Regions from separate parts of the Mus musculus genome. Here regions 1, 2 and 4 are each linked to region 3. The links are chromatin contacts, called in public HiChIP or PLAC-seq maps. All regions are on one chromosome and are shown on one strand. The core of a region is the stretch at or near the end of the contact, and the rest is flanking DNA. Distances in the headings are between cores, read along the strand shown.

The links. HiChIP or PLAC-seq counts read pairs in DNA pulled down with a chosen protein or histone mark.
Region 1: a contact with region 3 is called in a FOXA1 HiChIP or PLAC-seq map of pancreatic cancer cells. The contact joins two enhancer-like sites. A contact is called at or near these places in 1 of 484 Hi-C or Micro-C datasets (embryonic fibroblasts) and 2 of 115 datasets of contacts at active chromatin or transcription factors (the NIH/3T3 cell line and pancreatic cancer cells).
Region 2: a FOXA1 HiChIP or PLAC-seq map of pancreatic cancer cells shows a contact between it and region 3. The contact joins two enhancer-like sites. A contact is called at or near these places in 1 of 15 datasets of contacts at CTCF or cohesin (the NIH/3T3 cell line) and 4 of 115 datasets of contacts at active chromatin or transcription factors (the 3134 cell line, the NIH/3T3 cell line, embryonic fibroblasts and 1 more).
Region 4: a FOXA1 HiChIP or PLAC-seq map of pancreatic cancer cells shows a contact between it and region 3. The contact joins two enhancer-like sites. A contact is called at or near these places in 1 of 115 datasets of contacts at active chromatin or transcription factors (pancreatic cancer cells) and 1 of 9 other capture datasets (embryonic stem cells).

The regions. Positions count from the first base shown.
Region 1 is chr4:55,701,639-55,709,562 of GRCm38.p6, forward strand. No RefSeq gene overlaps it. Among named protein-coding and RNA genes, the nearest start is that of Gm12511, 130 kb to the left of the region's middle. Within about 2 kb of position 6,458, at least 31 of the 459 cell types and tissues checked have an H3K27ac peak or open chromatin away from gene starts, as enhancers often do. A contact at or near this core is called in the NIH/3T3 cell line and pancreatic cancer cells, where this site is marked.
Region 2 is chr4:55,772,922-55,779,774 of GRCm38.p6, forward strand. No RefSeq gene overlaps it. Among named protein-coding and RNA genes, the nearest start is that of Gm34482, 180 kb to the right of the region's middle. Within about 2 kb of position 3,335, at least 10 of the 459 cell types and tissues checked have an H3K27ac peak or open chromatin away from gene starts, as enhancers often do. A contact at or near this core is called in the NIH/3T3 cell line and pancreatic cancer cells, where this site is marked.
Region 3 is chr4:56,370,969-56,378,697 of GRCm38.p6, forward strand. No RefSeq gene overlaps it. Among named protein-coding and RNA genes, the nearest start is that of Gm42291, 59 kb to the left of the region's middle. Within about 2 kb of position 3,498, at least 59 of the 459 cell types and tissues checked have an H3K27ac peak or open chromatin away from gene starts, as enhancers often do. A contact at or near this core is called in the NIH/3T3 cell line and pancreatic cancer cells, where this site is marked.
Region 4 is chr4:55,405,661-55,412,610 of GRCm38.p6, forward strand. It overlaps Gm12505 (predicted gene 12505), which reads right to left. Exons shown (of 4, transcript NR_040674.1): 3 at 6,147-6,301; 4 at 4,783-4,995. Among named protein-coding and RNA genes, the nearest start is that of Gm12505, 9.7 kb to the right of the region's middle. Within about 2 kb of position 2,646, at least 17 of the 459 cell types and tissues checked have an H3K27ac peak or open chromatin away from gene starts, as enhancers often do. A contact at or near this core is called in pancreatic cancer cells, where this site is marked.

The sequences.
Region 1 (7,924 bases), core at 5,208-7,707, 670 kb before region 3:
GCAGTAGCAACATCAGCAGTCACTAACCTCTGCATCCTCACATTGGAATTGTGTCCTGGACCAGTCATCCCCAGATTGGCTTCTTTAGCCTTCCAAGGACCACAGAAACTCCATATTTCCTGGATGTAAGCACCTAGGGGGAACATTAGAAAATGGATACTAACTAACTCCCAATGGACACCCGACAGCCTGGAGAGAGAATTAGATAATATGTAAACAAGATTAGTTTCTGGAAAGATGACACAGCCTCTTACTTAGGTTGGAATCCACTTTGTGTGGAGAGCCGTGAGCAATCGCCATTACAAGATGGTGCTGGCCTCCGCTGTGCCTAACTGGTAAACAAATAATGTGTGCAGGTGCAAGAGTAAATAGTGGGGTAATGAGTGAGCAGCTAATCAGGAGCTGACATGTCACACGGAGGGGTATATAAGCAGCACCATTTTCCAGGTTCAGGGTCTTCCTTCAGATGAAGCAATAAAGCTTTGCCATAGAAGAATCTGGTTGTCCAAGTGAATTCTTGCCGGCGAGATACTAGCTCGGGATAACTTTGCTTTTATTACTGTAGATGGTAATAAAGAGACGAGCACACGTATGGTGGTTCCAGAGAGCTTACAGAGTGGAAGAAGGAAGTAGAGGAAATAATAACACAAATGATAATGATAAATAACCAAGTCTAATATGCAACAGATGGAGACAGGTATTATCAGGGATATAAATAGTGTTCCTTACAGGTCCCAGGGTAAAGTCAAAGCTCTGTGACATGTCAATAAAGGTCACCCAGCTACCTTTACCTTCTCAGCTTGTCTTGTTGCTACTTACCTGCTGTCCACTCACAGTGGACTCCTCCTCCTCTGCGCATCTTTAGTTTCACTTTTGCTTTAAGAACTGGGATGCTCTTCTGTGGTCTTTTCTGCCAGGGAGACTCACATTCCATTTTGGTCCAAGCGCAGTACCAGGTGCTTCGTAGAAGAATCCCAGAGTGTCTGTCTCTTCTGGGTATCTTCAGAAAACAAATGTTTATGAAAGAAGCTCTCTCCCCCTCTCTTCCCTCCCCTCCCCTCCCTCCTTCCCTCCTTTTCTCCCTCCCTCCCTTCCTCTATCCTTCCTTCCCTCCCTCCATCTCTCCTTCACTTAGACAGGCTCTATATATACCAGCCTTAAACCCAAACTATGTAGCCAAGGCTGACCGTATTTTTTTATTTTTATATTTATTTTATTTTACGTGTATGAATGTTTCCCTTGCATACATGTCTATGCGTCATGTACATATATGTTGCCCAAGGAGGTCAGAAGAGGGTATCAGATCCCACAGAATTGGAGTTACGGATGGTTGTAAGCCACCATATGGATGCTACCAATCAAAGCTCCCATCCTCTTCAAGAACAACATGGGCTCTAAACTGCTGGGCTATCTCAAGGGAATTGCTTTACTGCTGTAAAATATATAAAATGAAGCAGAACTTTCAAAGACATCAATCCTTTGTAAGGTTTTATATATAAGTGTGTGTGTGTGTGTGTGTGTGTAGTAATTCTTGTTCTTGACAGTCGCTTTCTATACTTGGGAATGTTTCCTGAGAGCCTCACAACTCTAGAATATGTCAGAAAAATTGTCAAACTGAGTTCTGGGCAAACGCAGGAGAACCCAAGTGGCTCCTTTTCTCTGTGTGAAGACAGATGCATCGACTTCTCAATGAATTTGTATACTGCATTCTCTTGCCACTTGTCTAGGGTCCTGGGGGTGTTTAGCATTGCCAGTATTGTCAGGACACATTCGTGGAATGCTGTGTGTTTGGAAAATAGTTTCCAATGTTTTGCTAACAAGCACAAGATGAGAGAGCACTCCAGCAATGCTTCATTCACTTCATAAAGCACTGGCAACAACATACAATATTTATGGAATTGCAAAATTTCATTAAGCAAATAAAGTCCTGTTTTGCCTGCTTGGATTCAATCAATTTTTCTTGAGTGTTGACTAAGTGCTATGCACTGTTAGGATTCCATTGAATGAATGAACATTCATTTAGCAACTACTATGGCAGTCACTGGGCAGGCATTCCATTCAGGGAATAAACATCTGTTAGAGGCCTCTTAGGGACCCAGGTATAATGCTAGAGTTGACCTAACTGGATAGCATCTGGTGATGCATCCATAATTTGCCAGACAGTACATGTGCAACCCATCAAGTGAATAAATATTCATCAAGCACTCTCTATGTAGTAAGCATGAAAAGAAGCACAGAATCCCACCGAGCTGTCACTCCTATAGTTGGGGAGGGGCAGATATTATCATTCCCATTTCATACAAGAGGGAACTTGGAGGGTTCAGCCTCCCTCGTGGAGTTCATAGAGCTGAGATCCGAACCTACATCTCTGACTTTTGAGTCTCTGCTATTTCCACTGACTGCTATTAGGTGAGGATTAGGGACATAATGGTTCTTGCCAAGCAGAATTCTATAATATTCTCAGGGCAGAAGAAAATGATATATTCTCCTTAAAGAGCAGTTTTCTGTATTCTCAAGACCCTTTCCTCTCCAAGGAAGCACAAACAGCTCATTAGGCCAATTCTCAGAGTTATGGAGATGGTTCCCTTGGGGTTTCTAGTTTGTTACAATCTTGATCTGAATAAGATGCAACAAGAATGGTATTACCTCAGAAGGGGCTAGAACTCTATGGTGGGTGTTAGACCACATCTTAAGCTGATTACACGCCAAATGGCAGGCACCTTGCAAGTACAGAATTTCAAGAGACTTTTAATACTTTTAATTTCAAGGAAAATGTAAGTATGTTGATTTGGGCAGGTTATTCAATAGTTTTCATCCCCATTCTTTTGTTTAGAAAAATACAGTACTTAAAATAATCTTAGATTTCTTTTTTTAAAACTCTCTAATTGCTCCTCTCTGTGTGTATGTATATACTTACACACATACACATACATAAATGCATATACATACATACATACATGCATGTATACATACATACATACATACATACATACATACGAGAATTAAACCTATTGTCTATGCAGTTAGCTCCATTATCTCTTCTGTACAAATAGTTAAAAGTGTTTGATGGCTTCATTATTTTACTTATCTCTTAAACCTAATAGGCAGACATCCTCCCCACCCCCCATACAGATTAGAAAACTGAGGCCCTAGGAAATTAAACAGTGTTCTGATGGTCACAGAACTGTTGACAATTGGTATTTAATCTTGAGTCTGGTGTCAGAGGCTTGTTTCTTTTCTATTTACTCTATGGATCTATAAAAATGGTTGGTAAAATGTGCTAAATACTTATAAAGAAGTGAGTTCTAGCAATAAATGGCAGCTTGGGCCTGGGTCAGATTGGCCTATCCTGGGACTTTAATGGACTCTGAAAGTAGCCTTCAGATTTGACTTGAAAGAGGAGAACAGCTCACTTTCAGTGGTGACTAAGGAGAGCTGTGCAGGCTAGCAACATGACTGACAGCTCTGCATACATCCAACCTGGCTGGGGATGAAGGAGTGACGAGGAGCCCGGGAGCAAAGGAAGGACAGCTGAGCTCACAGTGAGTCTTCAGTCTCTGCTCGCTTTGGAGTTCTTTCCCTTTCATCTGTGGAATAAGACAGATGATGATTTGCCCGATAATTGTCAAGGTCAAATATGAAATGTCAAGGTCAAATCTATTTGGTTGAGACATGTTCAAGTGAAGTTTAACTAAACAGACTTTTATTGAGTGAGTCCATTATCAGGCACTTTCTGAAGACTGGGATTCTACTTGCCATGCTAAGTACAGCCATGTGTCACTTAACCATCGGCCAGTCATGTTTTGAGAAATGTGTCAAGTAATTTCCTTTTGTGAACATCAGGCTGTACTTAGATGAAGGTGGTTGTCATGTCAGCAGGCAATGTACCCTTTTGAATCACCAGGGTCTGGACAGTTGCTGACTGAACCTTTGCCATGCCAAACATGACAAGTGGTGTGTTCATGTGCAGTTTGGACTTCTTGGGACAGTCTTTCAAAGATACAGTCCGACAAGCGCAGCAGAAGTAAGAAGACTGTAGAGGAGGGCATGGCTGTCTGGAGGGTCCATCACAAGGAAGCCTCTGTAGAATGTATGGAGCTAGTGAGATAAGAAGAGGGAAGAGGGGAAAAGAACATTTTTTTTTTCCTCACCAAATATACTTACTCTTCTTTCTTGACACAGTTCAGAGACCCTTGTCTTTCATAGAGTGTCCTGTGGGAAACCATTCTGTGTCTAACAAATCAACTCACCAAAATCATTTAGGACAATGAAGAAAAGCCTTTGCCTCCTGTTTTCTTAAGGAATGCATCCCTGTACTGTCCCCTCACATCCTTACACAAAGGAACCTGGTGTCTTCCTTGTCATAGGAATAATATGACCTTGGTATTCCCATTTCTCTGCATGCTCCTGAACCCAGGACCTCTTATACATGTCACTAAAATGATGAATCATGGCAGACATAGATTATATCCTTCTAATACTTGAGGGAGTATGTTGATTGAGTTTCAAGGCTATCACAGTAGAGCTATGGAATTTTTGGCATAGCTTTCAATTATCTGTCTAGCAAATACAGAAGCATAAAGGCACGTAGAATCTCAGTTTCCCTAGCTGTGAAAATGAGGAAATACTACCTACCTTGAAGCATTTTTATGAACAATAACTCTCTGACATAAGATTTTATGAAGGTGACAGAAGGACTTGTGCATGGCCCAGTCCATATTTTGCAATAATAACAATAATTATAACAAAGTCAACATAGTCACATGGACGGAGAACCAATGAATGACTAGGTCTATACCTCAGCATCATTGTTGTATTCTTTTCTCTGCCCTTCCAGAGCTGGAGCTTGCCCAGCATGCGTAAGATAACATCTCTGATCTGTGTTGGTTCCTTCCCCAGGGTCACCTGGTATGTGCTCTGCCATCTTACCCCAAACAGTGGCTACAATGACACAGGCATCTTGCCGCACTGTTCTCACCAACCATAGCTACTACTTCATCTTTGCTTAAGGATACACTCAAAAGAGATTATTTAATACATTGCCACTCTCCTTTCTGTCCTTCCTTCCTTCCTTCCTTCCTTCCTTCCTTCCTTCCTTCCTTCCTTCCTTCCTTCCTTCCTTCCTTCCTTCCTTCCTTCCTTCCTTCCTTCCTTCCTTCTCTCTCCTCTCTTTCTCTCTCCCTCTCTCTTTCTTTTTTCATTCTTACCTTCAGAGTCTCACATAGTTCAAGCTTTTTTCAAACTCAATTGTCACTGCAAATAACCTTCGCTCTTAATCCTCATTCATCTGTCTCCTAAGTGCTGAGACCACACACCCAAAATGTCGGAATTTCCTCTTTAGTTTACACCCTAAATGCTTTCTGTCTTTCCCTTGTACTGATGACATTGGGTATGGCAAGTTGTTTCTATCCAACTCAAAGGTACTGATCTACACTAATTCTGGAAAAATTGTTTCTTTCTCCAGAGTGGCCATCTTAGGAAGAGAATTTGAGTCCAACTTCACAGGAAAGACTCAATCGCCACCAAGGAACGGGTAAAATATCCATGCAAAATCACTACATTTCTCATGTGAAGTATTCAACACCTTCTAATATCAGAGATTAAAATTAATTTAGATCAATTGTTGTTTAGTCAACTCCTGCCCAAGACTATGTAGACAAGAGAGACACATACTAACCACTGGAACTCTAGTCATTTTCATTTCCTGCTTGAGATGAATCCATTTCTTGATGGTTTATTTGTTCCACTGGAGTACCTGGAGCCTTAGAATTCTCATTGGATTTTGTAAATACTGTCACCCTAGGATTTCCCTTTAACCCTTCAATCCCAAGGTCAACTAAAGTGGTGGTGAAAGGTTAAAGTGTCATCCAAAGAACGTCCACTCATCTCTGCGGTGAGCCAGCATGGTCCCAGGAAGTCATGTGCTCATGCTATGTAGCTCTTCCACCTGCCTTGTTGCCTAAGTGATTCGCCTGGTCTGAAATGATATATGGCTGCATAGTTGGGAAGAAAGCTTTTATTTCTAAGGTTCTCAGCTCCTTATTCTCTACTCATTACAAAACCTGGGTGAAAACAGGATTGGGCCTCAGCAAAAGTGACACTTGTAAATCTTAGGATCTCATACTAGCCAGGTACTTTTCATCATTTAACAACTCTCTGAGGCTTCTAAGGATGGTTGTTGTAATCTCTGCCTGACAAAGGGGGAAAGTGAGGCTGAGGTGAAAAGTGGTAGACTGAGTATGAAAACATGATGTATTCTCTTCATATATGTAGTCCCTGGGAGAGAGTGATTCAGGAAGCGGCCAATCGCATCCAGTGTGGGGGAGGAGCATCTGCTGAGCAGATGCCGGGACCCACTGGCCAGATGCCACATGGATATGGCTTTTCTTGGCTGGGATGGCTATCTCGAGACAAGCTGCATGGCAATCTCATGTTTTCACTGTGAGTCATTCTGTTACACTCTGGAGAATTTATATAGCCAAGGAGCCATAATGATCCACCCAGGGCTCCTACCTTTCTATGTCCCAGCAATCCAGAAGAGCAATTCTGTTATGAAACGTCCTCCCAGTGCCACCCGGAGTTAACGGGAAGTCATGTGATCCACGTTAATCAGTACACAGGTAAAAAAAATAGATGCTTATCGGATCACGTAGACTGGGTTCCCTGACAGCTCAGCTTCATGAAACCAAAGTTCATTTTCTTTTTAAATTTGAGAACTATGCTATGTTGCTGTTGTTGTTGTTGTTGTTATCTCTTAGGGTTTTGCTATGTAACCCTGATACTCATCAGACCAAGCTACCCTTGAAACCATGGCAATGCTCCTGCATCGGCCTTCTGACTGCCAAGTTCACAAATGCCACACACTATTAAACAATAGCACCCAGCAAGTTGGAAATCCAAGCTCCCCAGATAGACCACTGATCCTTCCCAGTCTGGCTGTGGCCTGACCTTTTCACAGTTCATTCTCCAGCTGAGCCAATGCTGTCTTCCTGTCCTCCCAGCTCCATCAGTAGCCACCCTCGCTCAGGCTTCACACTCCTGTCCTCTCCTCACTTTGTCCTGATCCATCTTCAGCCCTAGCCCCCAGCCTCTCAGTGGGAACCTTCCTGAGCATTCTTATTCACATTTAAGCTCTCCTTCTCCCTCGTCTTCAGACAGCATCTTATAAGGCGCACAAATGGATTCCTGTGGTGGATATAGCACAGTAAACGAACATATAGAGGGTAGGAGAGACTCTTTTGTTTCTGTGACAGACATATGGGCTAGAAACAATACAGGCATACAGCCTTATTTGGCTCATGACTTGAGAAGGATTTCAATTTGTTAAGGCAGGGAAGGCATGGCTCTGTCCATGGTGTGTGAGTTTGCATGTGTGGTTTGTTAAAGGAAGGAGAAGGTAGAAAGGTACCAGAGGCAGGCATAACCTTCCAAGGTCTACCACTAGCAGCTAATTTTTGCCAGCCAATCCCCACTTCCCAAGATCTCCACAGTAGCACTGCAGCTGGGGACTGAATTTTTAAACTATGAATCTTTGAGAAGCACTTCAGATTCAAACCATAGCATAAAGTCTCCCAACAATGTATTGTGCTTAGGTGGTGTGCTGTTTTGCCTGATGGGAATGGGGCCTTCATGTGACACAGAGAAGGGAGATAAGGGGAAAGGGTCAGAGAATTGTAGTTCATGGTAGGTCATCAGGAAGCAATCCTGATAACAAAGGGAGAGACTTGAGTCATAACAGCCTTTAAAGAAAGAACTGGCTTGGACAGAAGAGAATTTTGCAAGTTCTAGTTTACTAGTAAGACATTTTGAGCACTTATGTCTGCATTCTCCTTTGAGGCAGAGAAAGCTCCCTGTGGCCTGGCTCTGAAAATTTCATACAACTCAAAGGATATAATCTTGTTGTCCAAGAAGGAAAGTACCCTAA
Region 2 (6,853 bases), core at 2,085-4,584, 600 kb before region 3:
GGTGACATTTTTTTTTTTTTGCTTTCCTTATAGTTAGGTTAGGGTTTATGTGGTGATTGGAATGAGAATGGCTCTCCTTAGAGTCATATATTTGAATACTTGGTCCACAGTTGGTGGAACTGTTTGGGAAGGATTAGAGGGTATCTTGTTGGAGGAGGTGTGTGACTAGGGGTGGACTTTGAGGTTTCAAAAAGCCCATGACATTCCCACATGTGTCTCTGATTTTCTCTTTGCCTCATGGTTGTGGATCAGATACTGTTTCAATGCTGGCAACCCTGCTTTCCACTATAATGGCACATGGCTCTAACCCTCTGCAATGGTGAGCCTGGAACTAAATGTTTTATGCAATCCTTTAGAAATGGAGTTTTGTCACAGCAATAGAAAATTAACTAAGACAGCTTATGAATGAGTTCTTACCAAGAAAACCTAGGCAGACGTGATGCCCACTAAAGTGTGCCATGCTTCAGTATGATAACACCCATCACTCAGGAATCCTATTAAATGAAGATGATTCTGTGGGCTTGAGTGGGGCAAGGGACCCGACCTTTTGATGGAGTCTCAGATGATGTCAATGATGTATGTTTCATGGATAATGCCTCAAGTCATCAAAATGAAGCCATTAGTTCCAGCCTGGCCTTAAAATGTCCTGTGCAGACTTCTATGACTTATTAGCCTTTTCCACACAACTATAAGCAAATGGCTCAAGACAGCACAGCACTTGCCTAGATGCAAGACAACTAAATCAACTCTCCTTGGAGAGCTACTGAGAGACTATGAAACTGGTAAGAGGTAAATTCCATGTTGTATTAAATCCTGTAAATGGAGGCATACTTGATATTAAGTTGTGGCTTAATTTAACTCTCCCATTTTCAACTGCCATTTCCGAGTCCTTCCTTATCTTAGGACTTCACACCAACCTTTTACCAGGTATAATGATAGCTATTTGAGAAGTCATAGATTCAGATGAGATTCTTTTTTCAGTAACTAAGAGAGGAGATAAGAAAGATTATATCATTTAGGGGTGTGAAAATCTAGCAGAGACATTAGGATCAGCTTACAGATGTGACTACAAACACTGGCCTTGCATGATGGGTTGGTTTAGAACATTTAGTAACCAGGAAAAGGGAGGCCACCACGGGGATTTAAAAGGTGACCATGACAGGAAAGTGCACAAGGAAATGGGAGAATAGTGTTGGTGGTCAAGTGTAGGGCGAAGGATTCTAATAATGGCATATACAACACAAATGAAGTTAAGGTTGCATCATGGAAAAAAAATTCAAGCAGTGGGCCGAGGAGCTTAGATTTTATTCTGGGAAAGCAGGCAACTCTTGGCCACACCCCTCCAACTTTCTACAAGGGTGCTAAGCACCTGAACTTAATTTCCATTAATTGTGAAACAAGCCTTTTACCCACTAGGCCATCTCAGCTCCAAGAGTGTGGAACTCTTGGTGGGTTTAAACAGAAGTAGGCTCTCACAGTGTGGAGGGCGCTGCGTTAGAAGGTACTGAACCTCTCCTAACCAAGGGGCTGCTACACTAGTCCAGGCAGAAGATGTAAGCCCTCGGGATGCTGAGCACAAAGGTGAAAGACTGGGAATTCCCTGACGGTACTGTGAGGAAGATGGAGTTGCACTTCTCTACCCACCACACCCCCTTTTCAGAAAGGAGGAAGCTCCTTAGACTGGGTCTTGACATGTTAGCCGTGTGTCTTGGTTACAGGTAGCCAAGGTACATCAGCCATGGAGACAGTCTTTAGATCTCTGGCTTCTAACGCCAAGCTCAGTATGTTTTCCACTTAAGAACAATGCTGTTGCCAGGGTCATAAGTGCCCTCTAAAGTTGGCATACTTTACACCTTGCAACTCGGCCACCTTTGCAAACTTTAATTTGAATAGTTTTGAGTCACCCTGTTGGGAAATTTACTGGAACCCTGTTTCATCATACCTTGCCAATAGCAAGTCTGAGACACCAATCCTACAGTGGCCACGTCAACTGGTTGCCACTTCTCTGGAGCTATACCCAATGTGGGTGACAGAGTCTAGGAAGAGTATCCCCAATCCTCCTGGGACTCCCCTCATTCCACAGCTGACCTAGACTGAAGGAGAAGGGCTCAGATGTCACTCTTCTCTTTATCTTTTCTAGCACTCCTGATGGGAGTCTGTAAGAGAGGAGACAGGCCACAGATCACAGACTCTTGCTTAGAAACAACTATGGAAAGATACTTGAATGGATTTTCAAGATCAATCTCAGAGGGGAGTTCTTTTTCCATCTGTCACCAGGCAGAAGTTTCTTTATACCTTATGTCTGTTGTTTGCTAACTACCTTATGTCTCTTATTTCCTATCTCTTTGAGTTGGAACAAATAATATGACATCCCCAAACCATGATTTCTATAGTTCTAAGTGAGGATGGGGATGGATTGCAGTCATTGTCTGAAACTCTATAAGGTTTGGGTGACATAGTTCTGAGTGGAGAGCATCATCTTGTGTTTTAGCTGCACCTCAATGCTGCTATCCAGATAACAACACTGCCAGCTGTCCCAACAGATGGATCTGAGTGTATCATGGTTTGGGAATAAAACTTTACTTCTTATCAATTAAGCTTTCTATGTGGGTGACCCTGGATCTGACCGGGAAGCCTTTCCTGCAATGAGTCAGGACTTCAGCTCCTCTTCCTAGCATTCTTTTTCTTACTTGGAGGGTGGTAGAGTAAGATATGTCACTCCTTCTCACTGGTGTGGAGTAGTCAAATGACCCCTCTAAGAAGCAGGGGGTGCTGGGAATGAAGGGTCGTGATGTGAGAGTAAGAGTCTTCTATGAAAGGAGAGAAGTTATTTCTGGGAAGCAAGCACTATCTCTGTCCTAGATGAGGGACTATTGATGTAGAATTAAGCTTTAGATAAATGAATCCAGGTTGATATGGTGACAATATGTCAACATATTTATGTCCTTTGAGTTCGTGCTAAATCTCAGGCGGGCAGATCCTGCCCTGCTTGGCACCTGGATCTGAACAAGAAAACATGTGGGGCTGATGACTCATACTTGTTTGGATCTCAGAGAGGATGTCTTTGAACCCTTCACTTCTGCGAGGAGGTGAGAGGTCATCTGTCTGCCCTCTTTGACACCTTCACCTAGTGACCTTTTGGGGCTTCAGACACCTTCACGGTAACTTGGAGTGAGATCCGTACAAACTGTCCTTGGATTTGACTGTGTCTGACTCATCACAACTCTGAGTGTGAGAAAGCAAAAACAGACCAACTGCAACGGGATGGTGCCATCCAGACCTGGGTCCTGTAAACAAACTGTGACCCACAGTCAAAGCATGTGCCTAGTACGTGGGGTTGAGTGTGAGACCTGACAGCGAGTACCAGGAGCTTCAGACAGTGCAAAGGCACAGCCAGACCACATCCTGTGCATGATGGGGAGGCAGGATGAGGGGAAAGAATGTCTTTACATCAGGAACAACTCAGGTTTGTAAGTCTAGATAAACATTGGTTGTCCTTTCTAAGTTTCGGTTTCCCAAAACCGAAAAATTGGCATATTGTAGATTCAAAATGCTTTAGGAATTCATGAGTCAATATATTCCAGCACCCAGTGCAAACGCTTCTATGTACAAACACAAGTAATATTTTCCCCTATTCCTTCTGTGTGGTATAAGGGAAGCTGTTACTCTTTCAGTTAATGAATATGAATAATACCAATAACAACCTTGTTTCAAGTTCCTCTTCTGAGCCACATATTTCTTGCAGCAACTATAATACTGACAGTACGATTTCTACTTTAGAGACCCAGTCACCAAGAGTATACCAGGGATTGGAAGGGATAGACATTTTGCTACTGGGAGAGAGAGAGAGAGAGAGAGAGAGAGAGAGAGAGAGAGAGAGAGAGAGAGAGAGAGAGATTGAGAACAGGAGAAATAAAAAGCAATGGGTGCTCAGAGGGGCTAGTAAATGTCATGTCTAATAGTCTAGAGGCAAGGTCTCTAACCACACAGCCCAGTCTTGGGTAAAGGAGTTTCACCTGAATCCACTGTCTTGGTTTTATTTATCAACAACATTAAGAAAGAGCTCCCTAGTCTTGATTACATGGCAAAGGTGATGCCTATGCCCAAGATTTGCTGCTTGAAATGTGTCTGTTGAGTCCAAATCACCAGCATCTCTGGGAATTTGCTAGAAATGTTCATTACCAACCTTACCCTCCAGACTTTCTGGATCAGAATCTGCATTTTCACAATATGCCTAGAATAGCTATCAGAAAGACCAGAAGACTAAAAATTGCCCCCTATAAGGATTAATTGATGATTCCCCTTTTCAGGGACCCCTGCCCTCCAGGTCACCATCATCTCTTCCTTCTCCTCCTCTTCCTCCCCATCCTCCTCCTCCTCCTCCTCCTCATCTTCATCAAGGAATCTTAGCCATTTTACCTATCATTCCCTTCTTTCATCCCCTCCCTTTCTTGCTAGAATCTTCTCTTCAACAAGTCCCTTCTGTGTGTTGACCCACTAAGTTTAGTTTCTTGCCCAAGCATGAGTGGGAGCTTAGATTCTAGAAAAGTGCAACCTGTCAGTGACTGAACCATGAAGAACTGACACACCCCCAACAATATTAACTGCCAATAGTTTTAAGGAGGAGTGAGTCCTCACAGTCCCTCCCCTGTCAGTTTGTCTTGTTCAGGTCTTGAACACAGTGGGTTTTTTTGGTTTGTTTGTTTTGTTTTTTGTTTTGTTTGTTTGTTTTAAGTAGGATTGTCCTGCTCTCGAGTGCTCTGTGACTCTTGATCCTGATGATTTGGGAGAAGATGTGTGGAGTGTGTCCTGGACCTTGGCAAAATGGGAGATGCAACAAATGAGGCTTCAACTTTAGAGAATACTTAACTTCTCGTTTCTGTAATGGACCTAGAGCTCTAGAATTCAGTTGGAGTTAGAGATCCAGTGTTTGTAAGCTGAAGTCTACCAATGGCCTTGGGGTGTTCAGTCCCATTTATCCAATTGTTTACTCAAGATAGCTCTAGGATCACAAAATACTGAAAATGAGTCTCCTCTTAGAAGACTATTTGATAGGCATAGATTCAAGATGAGACAAAGCAGCTTGCTTGGAATGTGTGTGTTCTCATGTGCCCCCTGGGAAACAGTTGCTATTTATAGTTGTTACACACCTGCAGCATTCCAGGCAGCAGAAAGAGAGATGGCACATCTCTTCATCTTTAATTCTTAAGATACTTTAGGTAACTCCATTGCTATTTTCAAAAGGGGAAACAGAGGCTCAGTGAGGCCATGCCGCTTCCAGAGTCAAACAGACAGTAAAAGTAACAGGACTATGTTCAACCTTCTTTTCCAAATGTGGAAGGGCATTGTAATCCAATGTGTTTTCACGATGCATGAGTTTGAAACCCAACCCTTAGCATAGCAGCATTGGAAGGTGGGCCTAATGGGAAATGTTTAGCTACAGAGTCCCATTATGAATAGGTTAATGCCAGTTATTGAAGAGTTTAAAGATGGGAGCAGAATCTCTTGCTCTCTTGAGTGTATGCATGTGCTTCTGCCTTCCATCATGGGATGACTTGGCAGAAGGTTCTCTCCCAGATAAGGGATCCTTCATCTTTGACTTCCTATCCAGAACTATAGCAATAAATTATTTTCTTTAAATGGTATGAAGGTGTATGCTGTTATGGAAACACAAATCAGACTTAGCTCAACAGGATTATAAGGGGGTAGGTGATCATGCATTTCATAATTGGGGGTGGGAACTGACATCCAAATCAAGGAAATACTCATTAATGGGTCTTTGAAGTGTCTTAGGCTGTCATTCCCCTGTCACTTCTGAGGAGGTTAGGGGAAGAAGGAAGAGAATAAAGGTTTGTCATACATGGGGAGGAGATGGTCTTAATGATACCATACATATACTCATGGATTAGTCATTGTTTCTAGACCTGCAGAGCATTGACACTGGTTAATATGGAGTCACACAGCCAACCCTGTTATGCAGGAGATGGTGGCGGATATGGAAACTGGCAAATCCGCGGGCATGACTCAGAATAGTGGCAGTAAGTCCTGTGAATGACAAATCCATTCTTAAGAGCCTCTGATAGAGAAACACTTGCTCCTAATTCCTTTTTAGTTCCCCCATTGAGTTAGGGCCAGTCCCAGGGAAGATGATTCACAAGTCATGAAAGGGAACTCTGGAAGCAAGAGAACCTGACTTTGAGTTCCCAGAATCCACATGAAAAAAGACAGGACTCTTGGAGCAGCCAGCCCAGCTCAGTTATCTAATCCCATCAAAAACAAGGTAGATGGCACCTGAGGAATGAGAGCTGAGGCCTTTGACCTCCAGACACATATGTGCACGTGCCAGTGTGTGTGTGTGTGTGTGTGTGTGTGTGTGTGTGTGTGTGTGTCTACATGCTCAACTGTACATGACTGAAATACATATATGTTCTGAGCAAAACAAAATAATACCCAGAGGCAAAGAGATGCTTCTGGGATGCATGAATCTGACCCACCAGCAAGAATCCCCAGTGTTCCCCTACTTTGAATCTGAACTAAATTTCTCCAAAACATCAGCAATAGACAAACACCCAAAACCAACCCACTGTCACGCAGGTGGTTTCCTTCTTTCCATGTGCTGGCTCTTGCTTGGTAGACACTCTGTGCTCCACTGGCTTGTAAATAGGTAAGAGGACAACAGCCACGAGCCTCAGAGTTTACTGTCCTCAGTGCTTTGTGGCGGGAGGAACCACTGTGTCCTCTCCAAGCTGTTTCCTGGAAGTCACTTCATTTGCTTTAAAGATCCGTGTAGAACACCTGTTTTGTGTAACAAGCTGTACTGAGAGACAAGGCCAACACATGGAAGCCAGATGGG
Region 3 (7,729 bases), core at 2,248-4,747:
TATTTCTATATGTGTTTGAGTGTGTGTGTGTATACATACATATGCACACAATAGGGAGTATATGAAATCTAATACTGTATAATATCAGTACTGGCTGTAAAAGCTAGAGTCAAGAAGGTCACTGGAACTTGACGGCTAAACAATTTGGCCAACTGACCAGCTCCAGGATTAGTGAGACTGTCTCAAAATAGAAAAAGATAGTGTCCAGTGGATATTTCTGTGGTTTGTACAAGAAGGTGTTGGAAATATGTTAACAGCTTTTCTTATTTATTTATTTATTTATTTATTTATTTATTTATTTATTGGCCTCTACATGCACGCACGCACACACACACACACACACACACACACACACACACACACACACACACACACACACACACGTCATAAAGAAACACTAGTTAGTAACCCTTCATCTCTAAGGTAACATTAGTGGTTACCTTCCTTTTCTTCTGACACTCTGTGTATGTTATATAGCTATTGTTCAAAACAACAACATCTAATACTTCCATAAATGGTGATCTTTCTCATTTCATCTTTGAGCCTTTGTCTCAGTCATCAGCATAGTGTTTGACACATGAGGGGTATTTCATATGCATTCCACGAATAAATTTCTCTGTTATGAACATCATGTGAAGGAATATTTTGTTATACATGTTATGGGTTCAAATCATTATGAGTGCAATGAATTCCTCTTAGAGCTTAATACTGAAGGCAAAAATACACCCAAAGAACTCTATTTACACACTACTAAGAACATGCCATGCTCTCCTGCCTGCTTAAACCCTGGCACTCTCTAGGCTAAGTTGAAAGATCACCTCTCATCATTACTCTTGATCAAGAATTTCTCATACAGCGGTTTCTCTCTTTTCCTCCTATTCTCCCTGTGTTGTTTTGTCTCTTATCCTTGTTTTACATAAAGTTAAACTTGAGCTGACACACACACTTGTTAGAAGAAATAGGAAGTAAAGAACTAATTAAATGCTGAAAAATAAGAGCTGACAAGATGGCTCAGTGAGCAAAGGCACTTGCAACTAAGCCAGGTGACCTGAGTCCAAGTCCAATAACCTGCATGATGGTAGAAGAGAACCATCTCTCACAAGTTATCCTTGGTCCATACATACTGTGGCTTGTGCATACCCACACCCCATGCCCAGAAAAGAAAATCTGTAAAAATAAAAAAAATGAATAAATAAATATATAAATAAGTGAAGAAAGAATTAAGAAAAGCAGTTAGCATATTTCCAACACCTTCTTCCATAAACCATAGAAATATCCACAGGACACTATTGTATTCTACCTATATCTCATGTATTTCAATAGGAACAAGCTAAGCAGACACACTGTTAAACTATACAAAGACTGTTAAACTAGAAAACAAGAAACAGCTCAACCCTTACTCCTCACTAGACTGTTGAATTTGTAAAAACCTGTTTGACTCCTCTCAATTGAGCAGCCCTCTCTCAGCAGACATTTAGAGCCCTCACTATTTGATAGGAACAATAGAGGATGCTACAGACATTAAATAAGGTGAAGCCGGGCTTTCAAGCTAGAGCAGAGAAAAGCAACACACAGAAAAGCAGAGATGGGTTCACTGCAAGGCATCCTTGCCCTGTGGCATAGGCCAGAAGGGGAAAACACCGAAGTGTACCATCTATGCCAGACTGAAAGCTTCCAGGCTATTTGAAAAGCAGCATTAACCACGCTGATTTTTCAGAGCTGATTGGGACTTATCTACATGAGAAATGGGGCAGGGGAGGGAGAAGAGGGTGTTCCAGGGCTCAGGAAGAGCATGTGAGAAATGATCAGACACGAGGCAGCATGACAAGCCGGGAAGCTACAAATTGTTGGACAATAATATAATGTGCATCCCGCCCACCTCCCAGGGTGGTTGGAAGGATCAGCTGAGCGGATGTATACATGGAAAGTGCTTTTTAAACTCCAAAGCATCAGACTGTATTCAGATGTAAGAGGTTATTATTAGACACTCCATTTTTCCCCTTCCTCCAAATTGGAAACATTTGCCGAAGTAAACATTGCTGATGCATTAGCTGTCAGGATGGTGTATTATATTTGGGAAACATTTGCCAACGTCTGTTCCGTTTTCAAATTCCCAGTCACATGTGGTTTCTGTTTGAGCAAATGCATCAAGTAATAATGAGCTTATTGTTAATTGTGCAATATCAGGCTTTAAGGTGTAAATCATCTCTAGTCCACACTGCCATTATCCCATGTTGATGGTAGACGCTTGCAGTCGTTTCTTAATGAAAACTAATATGTGACTGCTATTGATCTTTTATATTTGTCAAAGTTTATCAGAGGGAAGTCAAGACTTCTGGGGGGGGAGGAAGCTGTATGTAATGTCTACACAATGAGTATACAGATGTGCTTGGGACTGTGTGCACACATGTGGAAGCTAGAGGAAGACATTGAGCCTTTCTCTGTCACTCACGGCCTGAGTGCCCTGAGACAGTGTCTCTCAGTGAACTGGAAGTCTGTCTTTTTAGCTAGCCTGATGGGCCAGCAAGTTCCTGGGACCTGCTTGCCTCTGTTCCCCAGGATTCCAATTAATAGACACACATAGCCACGCCTGGCTCTTTCCCAGGGTTACTGAAGATTCATCTTCAGGTCCTCACACTTGCATGAAAGTGTTCTTTCCCACTGAGCCATCTCCCCAGCATCTCAAGATTCTTAGCACGGACAAGTGTGCTAATATAAATAGATTCCCTCTGAGCAGAGGATAAAAAGAAGTTTGATTGTCTCCACCCAAAAATGGCTTCCCCCCAAAAAAGCTCCATGGAACTCAGATTCAAATATTAATTTGCCTCTGTGATGTTTTAAGAAACAAACACTTCTCTCCAGAGGATACTTCCTCTGTGGTTATAGAGATCAACAGAAAGCATTTAGGGTAGAAAATGAGGGTGACTAAGTCATGCTTGAATTCTTGACATTCACAGACTCAGTCGCTGGAGAGTTTGAATCACTGTTAGTGTGAAGCATCCTCCTTTCTCTCCTTCCTGTGTGAGGGAGACTTGAGGCAGAAAAGAACAACAGAGACGTGTTTTTCATGTTGCCAACAAGCTATATGGATATGGCGTTTTCATATCAAATCCCCCAGAAAATACCTAACATCTCCAAGTTTGTTCCTTGCTGCAGCAAAGGATAGCTAGCTACTCGTTTGGGGAGGTTTGTGTTGCTGGTGAAATTCTCTCTTGAGTCATGATTAACGAAACCACTCATTAGCCGTATTGAACATCGGCTGGGGGGGGGGTGCGTGTGTGGTATTGATAAACTTAAAATACATTTCATTCTTCCTGTGTAGTTGAATCAAAATCAGATCATAGCTCATCGATGATGGACAGGACCTGAAAGGTGATTCTGTATGACTCTTCATTCTATGAATGAGAAATTTTAAGAGGAAAGTCAGCTTATTTGCTAAAGATCAGTCAGTGACTAAGTGGTACAGTCACTCTCAGAGCCTCCAGGGCTTTCTCCTACCCTCACTGTGAACATAAGGCCACTAAGTTGAGGGCTGGGAAGGGGAGCAATTCTGGAATTGGCATCAGCTTGAGGTGGGGGTGGGGTGGCTTCCTTCCAGAGACCCTACTGCCAGCATTCAGTCCCACCACTTGAGGGAGCTGTGGAGACCCTTCTTCCACAGCCTATTGCCCTGCCATTGTGTTCTGAGCAGCCAGCCCTTACTTGGCAACTAAGTGGTATGGGTCTGTGGCAAGGCAAGTAGCCAAAGACGCCAACTCCACTGTGCCTTAACAAGAGCAGTGGCAGAACCCCCAGACAAAATGGGGAAAAAGTGATTTGTTGTAGAATTCTTGTTAGTCTGGTCAGTTCCCATTCGCCTGTGAAACCGGATTTGTAGACACATGTACTGGCCAATGACTCAGCCTTAAAAAATAAAGTCATTCATAATTTATGCATAAACAAGAATAGCTTTTGTTTCTGAGGACTCAAGAAGGTTTCATAGCCCTGTCTTGCTGTCCCACTCCGGAGGAGCAGTTCCTGTTTCAAGGCAGTTTCTATAGGCCTATAAATACTTTGATGTTCAAACATCTGGAACTTATATTTGGTGTTGACTAATGAGCATTATTATTTTATTATGTATTTATATGTGATCTAAAAGAAATTTGAGGTTAGATGCCACATAACTCTGTATATACAGCGAACAATGACAAATTCTTTTTACCCATTACATTGATGATTTATTACAGGGCATAAGGAGTTCTGAGTTGTTCACTTGACATATAATTGTGCTTGGGAAGATAGTAATGGTACAGAGAGATGTAAAATTGCCCCTAACGTATATTGTTAAAATACTTTGTAAGTGGACAAAATGGACTCCAGAGGTACTATTTCACTCTTCTTAAAAAAGAAAAAAAAATCAAAGGATGGCCAATATGGCAACAAACTGGAGTTCTTTTGAATAAGTAAAGATGAGCCCTGGTCTTAGAAATACATGTGGGCACGCTTGGAAAGGCAATAAACAATACATAATGGATCTGACTTCAAAGAACGCCTATTGGAGAACCAGACCTATTTCAAAGCCCAATGTTCCATACCTAGTTTGTCTTGGTACCAGTAAGCCACAGGTAAACATGCTAAGATCAAAGGGAAAGGTGGGTGTGTGGAGGGAGGGGTGCGCACTGACTGACATTACTTTCTCCTCAAAGCATTTCCCCGAGGGACCCTGGAGACAGCACCTTGTAAGCGCCTCTGTTGTAGATTCAGGAATTTATCTTAGGAGTGTCAGAAGTACTCCAGTCTGTTAAGCATTGCTTCTCAAAGGCTGCGGTACGGGAGGCACACTGAAGGTGGCATGTACTAGGGATAGCTGTACAGACACAAAGCTGCAGAGAGATAAATGGCTCCATTATGGGCCACACCAGTGGCTTGCTTGCTGTTCCCTCCCGAGAGCAACATCACTGTAAACTGGTTTGGCCCATCAGCAGGCTGCCTGGCCTTTCATGGAAGAATGAGTCCTCTGTACACACAGACAGAGAACTTGCCAACAAAGACCTCCATTGCAGCATTTGAAAGGCTGGACTTGCTGCTGTATGAAAGCACTTCCGGGGGCTGAAGCTGTACACAGGATGTGCTGTCGACAGCTCTAAGAGCTCTGTGTGGCTCCCCTAGAGAAGCCTGCAGATTGACTTATCTGCTTTGCTGACAGTCCCCAATTCCAATGACACAGTATAGGCAGTATTCACTTAAGTCCTTACTGGAGTTCTGCTAAATCATACTAAATGTCATTGGAGGGCTTTTGTAGAGGAGCTAGCTGACTCCGTAACAGAAAATGAAATCAGAAAGACTTGGCAGATCCCACAACAGAACGGGGATACCTAAAAGCACAGTGAAACCAAAATTTAAGAAAGAGACAGCCATAAAAAAAATAAAATAAAATAAAGCAATCAAGCTGACACCCATATGTCTGTAATCACCTGGCTTTAGTGCTCATGACGTATGGTTTTAAACATTGCTTGGAACACAAACTCTTAAAAATATGCTACCATCAACCTGAGTGACTTCCAAACTCTGAAATGAAGAGAGAATGTTTGAGACAGTTTGGTTTGCATAAAATGCTTCTGTCTTATGCATTTCTCATGTTCCTCGGCATTTTTCCTTTGTCTTCCAGTGTTTATAGCTCATAACCAAATTAAGACACAAGTGCTAATTAGAAGCAAACAGTGACAAGCTGTCCTCAAGTAAACAACAAGAGACTGGTGATTAGCTTGAACCAACTTACTAGAAATGATAGAGACTGGCTGAGGTTAGCTGTGGTCCTGGACTGCACTAACGCCTCCCAAAGATGTCTTCCGGTTTAGGAAGAGTGAGGTCATAACTTGACCAGCAATAAGAGTCAGGTCAGTGAACCAGATAACCTTCTACATGCCCCTTGCCACATTGTTTAGTGTTCCAAGGTTTTGAATTGAATGATGCCATGCTTCTAACATGTGTTGATAAACTGGGAAATGAAATAAATTTATAGTTGAGATCCAATTCTGAAGCCTTCCCAGGACTCTCACCTAGTATCAATTACATATCGTCTCAGTCAGTATCCGTCAGTCTAGTCCAACCTGCCCATAGAATTGTGTTTTTATTTCCTGCACCCTTTCATTTATCAAATAACTTGACCTGGTAGAGGTGTCCAATTCTAGTTGTGGGTCCTTCTGGTGTAACTCTGGAGTCCCATGTGGCTTTCCTCTGACTGTTTTCATGAGACCGTAATCTAGTTCATTTCCTACAGATGAAGTCTTCTTCTTACAGAGGGCACTGCTTAGATCCCTGGGTGCTGGGATATGCTTCCAGACATAGCCCCTCTCCCTCCAAATGCTTCCTCAGGATGGTCTATTGGCTCCTATAAAGTAAATCATGCATTCAGGTCTTCCTTCAGCCCCACCCTGGCTCCTTGCCCCTCTCCATTATGCAGTGTCACTACACTTGACCCATAATGCATCAGGTCAGAAACATCCTGAGCTGTACTAGAGAACTGCAAAGGATGAAGAACGTGAGGCCCCCTTACAGTGATTCCCATTGCTTTCGTTTCTCATTTCCTTTGTAATAACAACTATGCTTTATAACCTAGTTCATCATAAATCTCACAAAATCGGAGCTTTTCACTCTTAGTGAGGAAAGAAAACCTTGGTACATTGCACCCTCTCTGAGGGCCTAGTTCATACAGAGCAGAGACAGGAGAATGTGAGAGAAGAGATCTGAAATAGATGACATTAGATTATCTACTTAATAAATATTTATTGAGCACCAAATCTGTCCCAGGCCCTCCTAAGCGCTCTTCATATAGATATACATTTAAAACATTGTAAATGTTTACTTTCTTGGAGCCTTCATTTAGAAAACCACTGGCTGTGTGATCCTAAGTTCGTTTACCTTTCTGAACCCTGTTTTTTTTCTCATGTAGAAAGTAAGATCTTGATTTAAATGGAAAGAAGTTCTATTTCTAGTCCCAATACTCTATGATTATTAAAATGCTCAGTACATGTGAATAGGGCATGAATCATGAACCCAAAAGACACTTGTCTAAATGGATGTCAAAGAAATATGGTGGAAAAATTTCAATTTGACCGCAAATATTCATCAAATATTTCAGCTCCTTGTAGGAATTAAAAATGTAAGGATAAATTACATACTATCCCTTAGTATGCAAATACCTAGCAGAGAAGACACATGAAACAAATTATTTTTAAAATGTTTTAATTGAAAAAAATTATACCACTTTCCTCACTCCCTGTTCTCTTTCTACCACCTCTCCAGCACCCATTCACATTGATAACCTCATTTTTCTTATTGTTGTTACATTTATTATATATCATATATAATAAATTAAATATAATTATATATTATATAATACATATATTGTATTGTTTATGTATTGCACTATATAGTGTATACTATATATACTATATCATATATAATATACTATAGATAGTATACAGTATATGTGATATACAATATATATAGTATCCTTTTTTGTTGTGTGTATGTAACATCATGGCTTACCACTCTTAGTTTGATGGTCAATAAGGGGACTCATCTCAGGAAGGAATTAATTCTCCTTTTTCCCACAGTCATTAGTTGCTTCTACTTCTTTGTCTAGGGGTAGAAACCTGTGAAAATTTCCCCCTTGCCCATGAACCTGTCCACTGATATTTCCATTGCTCTGGTCTTGCTCAGGCAGTCATTTCTAGGAGAGACTGTT
Region 4 (6,950 bases), core at 1,396-3,895, 970 kb before region 3:
AGGTTGATTCCTTTATGACCTGCAGTCAGTGTGTGCTGAGTTCTTGGTCAGATAAGCTTCTTTTTGCAATAGGCAGCAGTCGGTACAGAGAAGTATAAATGGAAAATTGCTGAGAACAGAGACTGAGTGCTTAGTCTGTGAGCTGGCTAATTTGATGTCAACTTGACACAAACTAGAGTTATTTGGGAGGGAACCTCAATTGAGAAAATACCCCTACCAGATTTGGCCAGTGGGCAAGCTTGTGGGGCGTTTTCTTTATTGATGATTGATGTAGAAGAACCTAGCTCACTTTGGGTAGATCGTTTTGGGCTGTAGAAGAAAGCAGGCTGAGCACAAGCTGTAAGCAGCGTTCCTTTGTGGCCTCTGATGCAGTTCTTGCCTCCAGGTTCCTGTCTTCAGTTCCTATCCTGAGTGATAGTCCCTGGGTTACAAGATCGCAAGTTGCTTTTGGTCATGGTGTAGAAACCAAAACTAAGTCATAAAGGGGACATCTATGTTAACCCCGAAACCATCAATGCTCAGGGAACATCACGGAAGAGGATGCAGAAAGAATGTAAGAGCCAGAGGATGGAGGGACGCTGGGAAATGCTGTCTCCTGGACGTGACATGGTGGCCATTGTACTCAGGAACCCAAGACAGCTGTAGCTACCTGTACAGGATCCAGCCAACCAAAATTCCAGCTTAGGTGGGGGGGGGGTAGAGGGTGTTTCTCCAGACCACACCCCTTACTGAGGAGCGACTGGTAATTGGTAGTTGCTGGGGTGGGCGGGTCTTGTGTTTTGGTGGTCACTGGAAGAATCTCATGCTCCAGTGGATAACAGCACTCCTGTGCACGTGTAGACAGCACTGACTAGACACAGAGGGTTGTTCACAAAAGACAAAGGCAAGAAGCTGGGAGGGAGGCACACTGGTGAAGCTATGAAAAGAGTTGGTGGGGGGGGCATGGAAGTAGAGATGATCATATTTTGTTATATACACACACGCTTGAGAATCTCAAGCATTTGCAGGGGACTGGGTGAACAAATTGTACAGCTCATTGCAGTAAGCTCTCAGGTCCTTCCCTGCTTTACCTTGCTCCACTGTTACAGAGGACACTGTCTTGAAGACTACATTTCCCAGGGTCCATTGCCAGCTAGCCCTGCCCAGGTTTAGCTTCTTCCTCCTCTTCTTTTCATCACCCCTTGTCTTAGTCAGGGTTTCTATTCCTGCACAAATATCATGACCAAGAAGCAAGTTGGGGAGGAAAGGGTTTATTCAGCTTACTCTTCCATACTGCTGTTCATCACTAAAGGAAGTCAGGACTGGAACTCAAGCAGGTCAGAAAGCAGGAGCTGATGCAGAAGCCATGAAGGGATGTTCTTTACTGGCTTGCTTCCCCTGGCTTGCTCAGCCTGCTCTCTTATAGAACCCAAGATTACCAGCCCAGAGATGGTCCCACCCATAAGGTGCCTCTCCCTCTTGATCACTAATTGAGAAAATGCCCCACAGCTGGATCTCATGGAGGCACTTCCCCAACTGAAGCTCCTTTCTCTGTGATAACTCCAGCTGGTGTCAAGTTGACACAAAACCAGTATACCGCTCATCCCCAATATCTGATCTCTCCCTTGGGATCATGTCTCCTCTCTGGCTCTGGTTCCCTGGCCATATCATCCCCCAGTCACTATCCTCCATCACGTTCCCCCATTCTAGTTCCCTGAGTTGTCCATTTCCTTCTTCCCCACTGCTCCTCCTGTATGAGTTGGTTTCTTGAATTTGGACCATATCTTGCCAGTGTGTCCCTAATCTCTATTGGCCTCCAATTTGAATTATTTCTGTTGAATTCATTGCCTGGAGTGGGCTTCCTTGTCTGACTGAGGTCAACATAAGCAGGTGATTTTGGAAAATAAGTGCTTTGAAGGACACCTTTTCATGGAGAAGGACGAGGAAAGGGTTCTCTGAGAAAAGACCTTAGAATCTAGAAGATGAGAGAGAGGCAGCTCTGTAAAGATCCGTGGGAAGTGCCCTGCATGGGAAGAATAGAGGTATCCAGTCAGTGAGGAACTTCCTGCATTCCAGAGGCAGGAAGAAAGGTCTGGATGAGGTGTGTGGAGTTCAGTGATGGAGCACTTGGTCAGTATGCATAAATCATTTATTCTATCCCCACCATCACAAAGACATAAACCAATAAACAAGTAGATAGATAGGCAGACAGACAGACAGACAGACAGAGACAGACATAGATAACTTTTTTACCTATGCAACACCAGAGTTATTTGCTACAATGGGAGGCTCCAACACTTGGGAAAGCTGAAGGGTTTACATACTGCCAAGCAAGAATGGCAGAAGCAGAGGAAGAGATGGTGGCTGTTAATGGGGGTCAGGAGGCAAGTTGGGGTTCAGGTAGAGCAGGGACAGTCAGGATCCCTCAAAAAGTGCCCTTGGGCCCTGAAGAAAGAGTACAGATGCAGTGAGTGTGCCCGAGTTGAGGCCAAGATTGCAGAGGGGCAGAGGTGGGCCTGTGGGGGCCTGGGGAGAAGACAAACAAATCTGGAGGGAAGGTGTGAGTCAGAGAAAGAAACAAGCTGGGAGAGGCAGGCAGAGAGGCTGCCTCTGTGAGCAAGTGACTCTAGCTGTAGGCATTTACATTTCCCAAGTGCAACACCCACCTTCCCGCTCACCAGCTCACTGTCTCCTGCTGTTGATGGTGCAGCAAGACTCAGCTGGCTGCTAATGTCTATGTGTGTATGCCTACTGAGGTCCCCTTGTAGCAAATTCCTACTTTTACCAAGGCAGTGTCTATGTAGAGGGCAGTCTTTTTTTTTTTTTTCCCCAGAAAATTTTAACAGGTTTATTTATAATTGTTATAAAGTTGAACTGTTGAAATGTGTTCACTGAAACATTTTTGCTTGCATCAATGCTTTACATCTTGCATTTCTATTAAAAATTCACACACAGCCGGGCGTGGTGGCGCATGCCTTTAATCCCAGCACTTGGGAGGCACAGGCAGGCGGATTTCTGAGTTCGAGGCCAGCCTGTGCCTCCCAAAGTGAGTTTCAGGTCGGCCAAGGCTACACAGAGAAACCCTGTCTCGAAAAACAAACCAAACAAACAAATTCACACACAAATGAACGTGGAGAAACTGCCAATTCCTGATTCTGTCCCCTATGTTTCCACTTGCAATCATGTGCTTAGGTACCTTTGACCCCATGAAAAAATATCTAACATTCAGAACTACTGATTACAGGAAAAAGAGGAAAAACATTTTTTTTTTTGAGAATGGAATGTTTCCCCTCATAGTGGACTCTTAACTACATTTTCCGCGTATGCGGCGTGCTAGCTGGATATCTTTTGGCATAATTGTTATACGTTTGGCATGGATAGCACACAGATTGGTATCGTCAATACCAGATAGGCCTCACTTGCAGATGTTTTGAAGTCCTGAACAATTTCTCGCACCAGACGCTGAAAGGGGAGCTTGCGGATCAGAAGTTCAGTGGACTTCTGATAGCGTCTGATTTCAGGGAGTGCCATAGTACCAGGCCTGTAACGATGAGGTTTCTTTACCCCTCCAGTAGAGGGCGCACTTGCGAGCGGCTTTTGTAGCCAGTTGTTTCCTGGGTGCTTTACCACCACCGGGGTGGATTTGCGGGCAATCTGCTTTGTAGGAGCCGTGGTATGGATAGACACCTCCTTCCACCCCCCACCCCCCTCACCCCCCCACCCCCCGCGCAAGAGGCAGCGCGAACACAATTGAAAGATAGCTGACACCAAGGCTTTCCCCTATACACACTGAGGGCAGTCTTAATTAATAATCAATCATGAGACAAGCTGGCCTCTGAAATCAAAGGATGGTGGCCCTCTCAGGTTTAAACTTGTCCTGTGTGTTCCAAGACTTATGTGTACTTCCTAGGTGTCTTATGCAAAAGGCACTTTATTATCTTACAGTCCTGTAATCAAGAAATCTGTAATCCAGGTATGGATAGAGTTGCTTTCTTCTATAGGCTGTGAGGGAGACTCTTCCAGGCCTTTGTACCACCTCTCAGGTTTTGCTGACAATCCTTGGCTTTAGAAGCATCATTCTGAACTGTGCCTGTGTGTTAAGATCTGAATTTCCCAATTTAGAAATGCACAGTCATGCTGAGTCAGGACGCTCTACTGATAGTTTTGTTTCTTAAATGGGATCTCTTTATGTAGTGCAGACTAGCTGTACTGGCTGGTTTTGTGTGTCAAATTGACACAAGCTGGAGTTATCACAGAGAAAGGAGCCTCCCTTGAGGAAATGCCTCCATGAGATCTAACTGTAAGGCATTTTCTCAATTAGTGATCAAGGGAGGGAGGGCCCATTGTGGGTGGTGCCATCCCTGGGCTAGGTTCTATAAGAAAGCAAGCTGAGCAAGCCAGGGGAAGCAAGCCAGTAAGGAACATCCCTTCATGATCTCTGCATCAGCTCCTATCTCCAAGTTTCTACCTGTGTGAGTTCCTGTCCTGACTTCCTTTGGTGATGAACAGCAGTATGGAAGTGTAAGCTGAATAAACCCTTTCCTCCCCAACTTGCTTCTGGTCATGGTGTTATGTGCAGGAATTGAACCCCTGACTGAGACACTAGCCTTGCTCTCTCCCTCTTCCTGCTTCAGCCCTCCACGAACTGGAATCATCAGCAAAAGGAGACTGTGTGCAGAGCCCAGGGTATGTGTGCATCTTCTCGCCTGGCCTGAGACTGTGTCTTCCTAATCTTCAAAGACCCTCTTGTCAAGTCGGTTGACTTTGAAAGTACCAGCTATGGAGCCACCACCACAATCAAAGTGAGAGCACGAAGTATGATGATAACTCTGGGGAGTAGAAGGGACAAGGACCTGGGACCTGTGCTCACATGAAATCTATGGGCCACAGGCTTTTCTCATTCTCTATCTTCTCAGGAAGAATTCCATTCCTCTTCAGGTCTCCTACAGCAATCTGCTCCAGTTAAAATACTCCATCCAGCATAGAAGCTTGATGAGACTCAGGAAGTCCCTGAAACTGATCAGATGTACTATTTGTTGGCATTTCGTCTAGGCTCCACCCCACAGTTGCTTGGCAACAGTCAAGTGTGCCTAACTCAGTATAAAAGGGGCTGTTTGCCCCCTCCTCACTCTCTTGCCCCTTTGCTCCTGCTCCCTCTCTCTCCCCATTCCCTCCCCCATCTCCATGTACTCATGGCTGGCTTCTACTCCCTTCTCCCTCTCCTTTCCCCTCCCCTTCTCCCTCCCCACACCCCTCTACCTTTCTCTTGACTCCCCTCTCCATGCCCTGAATAAACTCTATCTATACTATACCACTGCCTGGCTGGTACCTCAGGGTGGAAGGGAACGCCTTGGCATGGATCCACAGAGGCATCCCCTTTCCCCACACCATACTATGCCTGCACCAAACATATTCCTTCCTTCCCTATCTTTTTATAAAACACAACGTTGGTGCTGTGGATACTTCACCAAACATCCCTAATTTCTCTACCTTTTTTATGAAACACAACACTACTCCCCACCCACCCTCACCCCAATTTTCTAAAAACAGCAAGGGCTGCTGAGGAGATGAGACAAGTGTATGAACGAAAGGCTGGAATCCAGCTATTGCTCAGGCCACAATACCCTGCAGCAGCCTTTCTCCTTTCACAGATGGGGACACAGCCTACAGGGACAGGACTGTTGAGTCCCAAGCTGGTAGACTTCCTGCAGCTAGGATCTCTCACAGTGGGGCCTGGGGGTTAAGGGATGGGAGGTGGGGGAGTTCCCATCAGAGGGGTGTTGGTGGCCACACATCCTTCTCCCCACCCTCTTCTCTACCTCCTTCCTGAGAATCAAAGAGCCTTGCTGCAGGCTTGGTGAAACCTCCGCCATCTTATGGAGGGTACAAGAAGGAACTTCTACTTTTGACACTTTTGGGTCTTCATGTCCTCCCTCCATGACCCCACCATACTGTTTGTCTCTGGTGCTGGGGTCTGAGAGTTCCCCCACAAGTTCCCGTCTGTCTGTCTGTCTGCCTGTCCGTCCGTCCGTCCGTCCGTCCGTGGTGTTAAACAAATCTGGCTGCCAATCTGTCTCAGTGTCTGAGACCTTACAGCCAGGCTGCCTGCAAGAGGTCTAGACTCACCAGGCTGCCCAGATGAGATATTTTCTTAACTACTGAGTTACCTGAAAGGGACATAGTGACATTAGCTCTGAGTTTTAAGCTTTCATGAGCTGTCATCCATGCTGGCGTCGCTTTCTGTGATGTAGCTGACTTTTGAATCACTGGTTCCCCAAGTTGGACTTCAGCACTCTCTTTACTTTGATCTGTTGTTGGTTCCCTATCCAGAGTAAGAAGGCGTCTGCTTATATCTCCCAAGAAATAGTGTTCTGTAAAACCAGGTTATGTCTCAGGAAGGTCTCCATTTAGGCATCTCCCTTTCCCCTCCAAGTCTAGATATTTTATTTTTTGAGACAGAGTCTTGTGTAACCAAAGCTGACTTCAACTATGTACGTAGGTGAAAATGTCTTTAAATTCCTGATCCTCCTGTCTCCACCTCTCAAGAGCTGGGATTCCAGGTGTGCTCCACCAGAACTGGCTTCTCTTCTTAGTCTAGATCCTAGATTAAACAACTCTTAACCCAGAGTGCCACCCCTACCCATTCCCCAGAAGAGCTTGTTTGGGCCCCATAGTGGTTCCTTTATCCTCTGCCTGAGGGCAGGAGGCAGGCCATTGGCTGCACAAGGTTGGAACACAGAACTTTTAGGGATAAGATGTCTTTAGATATCATCCATCCTAACCTCTCCTCTCAGAGATGGGAGAATTGAGGTCCCAATAGGAAATTGAAGGGTCCAACACGGTGGAGTGTGCCTGCAACCCCAGTACTTACGATGTTGAGGCAGGAGGATCGGAAGGTCAAGGGTAGCCTTGATGTTATAGCAAGTTTAATGTCAACCTGGGCTACAAGAAACCTTGTCTCAAAATTATAA